2 separate regions of the Sus scrofa genome follow, and region 1 is linked to region 2. Evidence: chromatin contacts called from public Hi-C data. All regions are on one chromosome and are shown on one strand. Each heading gives the region's core, a stretch centred on a gene start, on an enhancer-like site or on the middle of the called end of the contact. The rest is flanking DNA. Distances are from core to core; before and after follow the strand shown. Region 1 holds the start of LOC110261034 (myeloid cell surface antigen CD33-like). Region 2 holds the start of LOC100620498.

Evidence for each region. A called contact is a pair of places that touch in the nucleus more often than the background predicts.
Region 1: a Hi-C map of liver shows a contact between it and region 2, with 4 times the contacts expected there. The contact joins the promoter of LOC110261034 here to the promoter of LOC100620498 in region 2. A contact is called at or near these places in 2 of 47 Hi-C or Micro-C datasets (epiblast stem cells and liver) and 1 of 2 datasets of contacts at active chromatin or transcription factors (alveolar macrophages).

What each region holds. Positions count from the first base shown.
Region 1 is chr6:55,744,436-55,747,135 of Sscrofa11.1, reverse strand. It overlaps LOC110261034 (myeloid cell surface antigen CD33-like), which reads right to left and starts at 1,272. Exons shown (of 6, transcript XM_021094852.1): 1 at 187-1,272. The coding sequence starts at 211. It overlaps CTU1 (cytoplasmic tRNA 2-thiolation protein 1), which reads left to right and starts at 1,393. Exons shown (of 4, transcript XM_021094859.1): 1 at 1,393-1,566.
Region 2 is chr6:55,554,212-55,556,911 of Sscrofa11.1, reverse strand. LOC100620498 reads left to right here and starts at 1,330. Exons shown (of 7, transcript XR_002344755.1): 1 at 1,330-1,642; 2 at 2,475-2,700.

The sequences.
Region 1 (2,700 bases), core at 23-2,522, 190 kb before region 2:
GACCCGCTGAGACACAATGGGAACTTTTTTTTTTTTTTTGGCTATGCCCAATATATGTGGAAATTCCAAGGCTGAGGATGGAACTTGTGCCATATCTGACAATGCCAGATCCTTAACCCACTGAGGCACCAGGGATTTCCCAGGAAGTTTATATTAATTTTAGAGGTAAGAAATGTCAACACTTACCGTGAGGTGAGAGAGGAAATTTCATTCATTCACCAGTCGTCTACACTGTGCCTTCAGGTTTCTAGTAAAGATCCAGCCCTTGTCTCTGAGGAAAGTAACATCCGGTTGGAAGGCAGGTTACCTGGCAATCCAATGCCATAGCGAAAGTGCCTGTGATGAGGGCAGCAAAGGCCAGGGATGGGTGGAGTTCTAGCTCTTCTGGACTGGAAAGGGAGTTCTCAGAGAGGTACAGGCCAAGTAAGGGCTCTCAGGCAGTCACAAGGGATGTGAGTTCTGCAGATAATCTTGGGCTCGCAGGTGTTACGTTCTCACTTTACCACTGTGCTGGGAATCCTCCACCAGCTACCAAGTTCTGTGATCTGTTTGTGACCAACCCCACCTCTACCCCAGCAGGGATGGGGCCTCTGCCCAGGACGTGCTCTGGCTCCTGGGTTGGAAAGGGAGGAGGGGTGTGTGCTGTCCGCGGTGCTGATTCAGAGTTAAGCGCTGACTGCATCTCTGGCGGGGGGCAGGGCAGGGGGGGCTGATCACAAAGAACAGAGACCCTATGTCTGGATCCAAGAGGTTCAATATGACAGATGTGCTGGTTGGTGAGAGCTGCCTCTCGAGTCCCCGGTCTCTTGGCTCCTTTAGTTCAAGGGTCTGAGTTTCTGAAACTCTGAGTCTCTATGACACTGGGCGTGGGGACTGGTGGGTTTCAGGAATCTGAGTCTTTGGAACACTCTTCAGAAGACGGAGTGTCGACGGCTGACGCACGCGCAGAGGCCTCGGCTCTCAAACACACTGCTCCCTCTCCCCAGCCGACACGCTCAGGCGCACCATGAACCAGTCCTGCAGGGCACGCGTGCATCCAGGGCGAACCGCTCCTCTCAGAATCTCTGTACTGCGCATGTCCCATCTCCTCTTTTTACACACGCGACCAAACCTTCGGTTCCCACCGAAACCCCATCGCAGAGGGTAAAAACATTATGCTCTATAATCCCTATAAAAGCCTAGCTACAAAAATATATAATTTTAACACAGTCACTTCGCCTTTTAAGCGTCCAGCACGGTGAGAGAGCACTACCACAGCAAAATAACGCATGCGCTACGGCCTTTGCCCCCTGCGCAGGCGCAGAAAAGAAAGAGGGCGGTGCATGCGGCAGTGCATTTTGGGAGCGGTAGGCAGAGTGAAAAATGGGGCCACAAAGGTTGCTGGGAGTTGTAAGCCAAGAGGACCTGGTAACCATAAGTGCCTCAGGAGCCGTTGCATGGGATTCTGGGAGCCGTAGGCAAGGCAGCCTCCAAGGTCTTTTGGGAGTTGTAGTCTCCGGATCCACTTCCGTGCCGGAGTTCCGCGTGTCAGACGGTTTGGACGATCCACCCCCGAGTTCTCCTCAGGTGAGTATTCCCCCGCCTCGAGTTGGTCCGCCCGTGAGCGCCCGCTCTTTGTTGCGGTGTCGTCTGAGGGTTGAAGGTCTCTGTGGGAGTGATGACACTCGCCTCAGTTTTCCCAGCGCCTGTTATCCCAGAGGCCTTCTGGCCACCATCCCCCTTCGGACCCTGCGGCCTGGCCTGTCTCTGGCCCGCACCCTCCCTCCCCCCCTCAGGTTGAGTTTCGACCATTTCCCTGCCCCTGACTCTAGCTGGGTACGTCCGCATTGCCCCTACTCTGTCCTGATAGAATGATGTTACATCCCATGGGTCCTTCTGACAAGGCTGCAATCCGGAGGCATCCCTGAGGCCTGGGCCCCGTTTTCCGGGGGCATTTATCATTCCCTCATCCCTCAGAACTTTACTGAGCACCCATCCTGTGCCAAGTCCACCTCGAGGCAGGGGAGGTCAGTGGTGGAGGAAGCAGACCCTGTCCCTGCGTTTATTGGGCTTGTTGCAGGACTTACGCACAGGGAGACAGGACACCGAGACCTTTTTGCCAGGCAACAGCATATATTCGTGCCCGCACTGGCTTAGCAGGTTCATATCCAAAGGCTGAGCCTCCAACACAGTGGGGCGTGGTCTTACATATCCTCCGTTATTATGATTATTTTTTTCCCTGCTTTGGTCTCTTTGTCCCCCTTATAAGGTAACATACATTCTGTAATTTCTGAGTGGACAGTTATAGATCCATGGATTCAGGTTATGGCACCTTGTTACAGAATCGTGCATGTGCACACAGGTGCTGATGTCACATGTTGCCTTCCCTTTGTTCTCCGAGGGGACTGGGAGGGCCTTCCCCCCTCCCCCCTCCAGGCTCACAGTACAGTACACACCTGTCACCATGAAGGGTAGAGTCGAGATCCAGTGCAGATGGAGGCATACAAGGGGCTCTGCTAGCCCAGAGGGGGCTCCTGACCCAGCCTGGGGTTGATCAAGTCTTCAAAGGGAAGATGCTTAACAGGCACATCAAACCTGACCTGTCCAGATGGAGAATTCTGGTCAGCGTCATCCCCCACCCCTCCAGCCATGACTAAATGGTCCCATCATCCTCCCAGGTGCTCAGGCCAAAACCTCCAAGTCATCCCTCTTTCCTCTTTT
Region 2 (2,700 bases), core at 81-2,580:
TTTTAACAAAACGTGAACTGCAACTATGCGCCAGACACTGGGGCTACAGGAGTGATCAGACTGGACGAAAATCCTAGTCTTAAAAGAATTGACAATTCAGCAGGGAGGCCAACAAACACCCCCATGAACAGATGTGTTAGGAGATAAGAGCTGTGAAGACAACTAATGGCAGCTATAGCTCCGATTTGACCCCTAGCCTGGGACCCTCCATATGCCCCGGATGCGGCACTAAAAAGACAGAAGAAAAGCAACAGAGAGGAAGAGAGTCATGAGGATTGATTGTGGAAAAGGGTTCCAGGCAGCTAAAACAGCAAGTGCAAAGGTCCTGGGGTGTCCTTTGGCGGGTTCCAGGAAAGACCAGGGAGGCCAAGGTGCTCATGCAGCCTGAGGAAGGGATAGAGAGTCAGGCCATGAGAGCAGAGAGGGACCAGGTCACACTGGGCTTTGCGGGCCCCAGGGAGGACGTTGCTTTCCTCTGAGTGAGGCAGGAGCTAGGGAAGAAAATGTCTCACTTTCTGAAGAGCAGTCATCAGAGCTCTTCTACTTCAGGTCACAGGCTTCATGGAGGACTCTCCTCCCTAGAAGAACACAACTCAAATGACCAGGGAACCCGCTAAACCAAATGTGTTCTATGCACACAAGGGAAAAGTTTACCCCTGTTGAAGGAAGGAGGTGACTCGATGCACTGATGAGGAGAGACTACTTATGGGACAAACTGGGGGGCGGAGGCGGGAACATTTTCACCCATACCGTGTGTGTGCCCGTAAAGGAAAAACTCCACACAAACTTGACAGTGGCAACTCTGGGCAGTGGATTAGAAGTAGTGAAATTTCATTTAATACCTTTGGGGGAAAAAAAAAAAAAACGTTTAGGAGTTCCTTCGTGGTTCAGTGAGTTAAGGCTCTGGAGCTGTCACTGCTGTGGCTCTGGTTACAGCTGTGGCTCTGGAGCCTTAGCCCTAGAACTTTCTCACGCGGCAGGCGCGGCCAGAAAAACCCCCAAACTTTTGCGATCATGTCAGTTGAAAGGCATGCTTCGGATCTCCAATCATACGGAGACTCCAGGCCCCCAGGTCTTAAACAGCCTAAACTAGGGGGGAGCCCCAAATCCGGACCTCCAGCGCCCTGCTCCTCAAACCCACAAGCCCAGCCTTGCCGCTCCTGAGACCAGCCAGGGGCCAAGCCTCAGAGCACAGCTCTGCTCTGTGACGGTCCCCAAACGCTCCCTTGTCAATCTCCGCACTGGCCCCGCCCCTGCCCCCACTCGCGCCACTGCCGCGCCAGGTGTTCCAATTGCTTCCTCTTCTGGCCCCGCCCGCACTCGGGGTCCTTCCCCTCCACAGGCCGCTCTGGTGCTGTTCACAGAATTGCCTGACGCGCATGACAAGAGAATGGACCCTGATATTTCCTTGCACTTTTTCCTCGCCTCCACGGACAACGTTTCATCGTCTGTTCAGGAAGATTCTAGAGAGAACAGGCACTATTCCCTCCCCCAAGCACCCAAGCCCGTTTCTGACACCGGCGTCTGTGCTGGACGCCTCGGGCGGAGCCCTGACCGGCGCCGGGGAGCGGGCTGGCGTGCGGCGCGCGTTATAAAGCAGGAGGTGTTGGGCCCCGCAGACGCGTGGGAGAGTGAGGTCTTGGTGAGTGTTGTCTGGCTGTTTTGGCTCGTTTGGGGGGGGGGTGTCTTTGCGGTGAGGCGTGCCCTGGGACCTGGGTCGCACGTGTCGTGTGCGCCCGGGGATGCAGCGTGCTGGCGTGGACGCGGTCAGGGCCCCTGTGAGGGCCTGGCACGCGCGCTCCGAGGCAAACCTGTTCCCTGCGGGGCGGACATGTGGCTGTCGGAGAGGGTGGTGGCTCTTTGGGGGCGCCCAGGGGGTAGGCGAGGAATTCTGCCGCCGATGCGAATGGGGCCGCCAGAGCGAGCCTTCCTCTGTCAGCACCGCAGCCTGGCTGCGCCATTTTTGCTGCCCACGTTTTAGGGCTCCGCCATCTTATCCGTTTCCAGGGGGGTTGGGGAGTTGCTTGGGACGTTGAGTTTTTCCTTCTCATGTTTTCCACCTCTGTGTTAGGTACACCTACTGTCTTTGGGAAATCGCTCCTGTGTTTTTCGGTTCCACGTGGCTGGCATTTTTGTGCAACGTAGAACAGAGACTATGGGTGGAAGTGTAAGGGAGAGGTTTCCTAAGGTAGAGAAAGGCCAGGAATGAATGCTTGGCCATGATGACGAAGCAGAATCCAGCTAACTAAACCCTCTCCACGCATCTGGTTCTGTAAACAGAGTTTTGCAGCCACAACCGTGCCTGTTCTCACGCCGGTCTGTCCTGCCAAGCACGGACCGGAAGAGCTAGGCCACAAAAGCTTTGTGAAACCCTTCTTGGGGGCTGAGACTCCAGAGGGCGATCTCCTCTGAGCCTGCCGGGGTAATACACCTGAGTTCTCCAACTCTCCTAGTGCTCGCTTGGTTTCTCCTAGAGCTGCTGGAGCTGATACGCTGCCGCCATGGAGCTCCTGGCAGCTGCCGAAATATTTCTGGAGGCCCCAGTGAGATTCCAACCATTCTGGCCTCTTGAGCCACCAGAGCCAGGGCGAGGCCGCGCGGGGGTTGGGGGAGCCCAAGGAGCGAACGAGGTGACTGTGCCACCTGATGGTATCCCGGGTCCTCCTTCGTGAGTGGTGTTCCTTACTTCTGGCCAGCCCA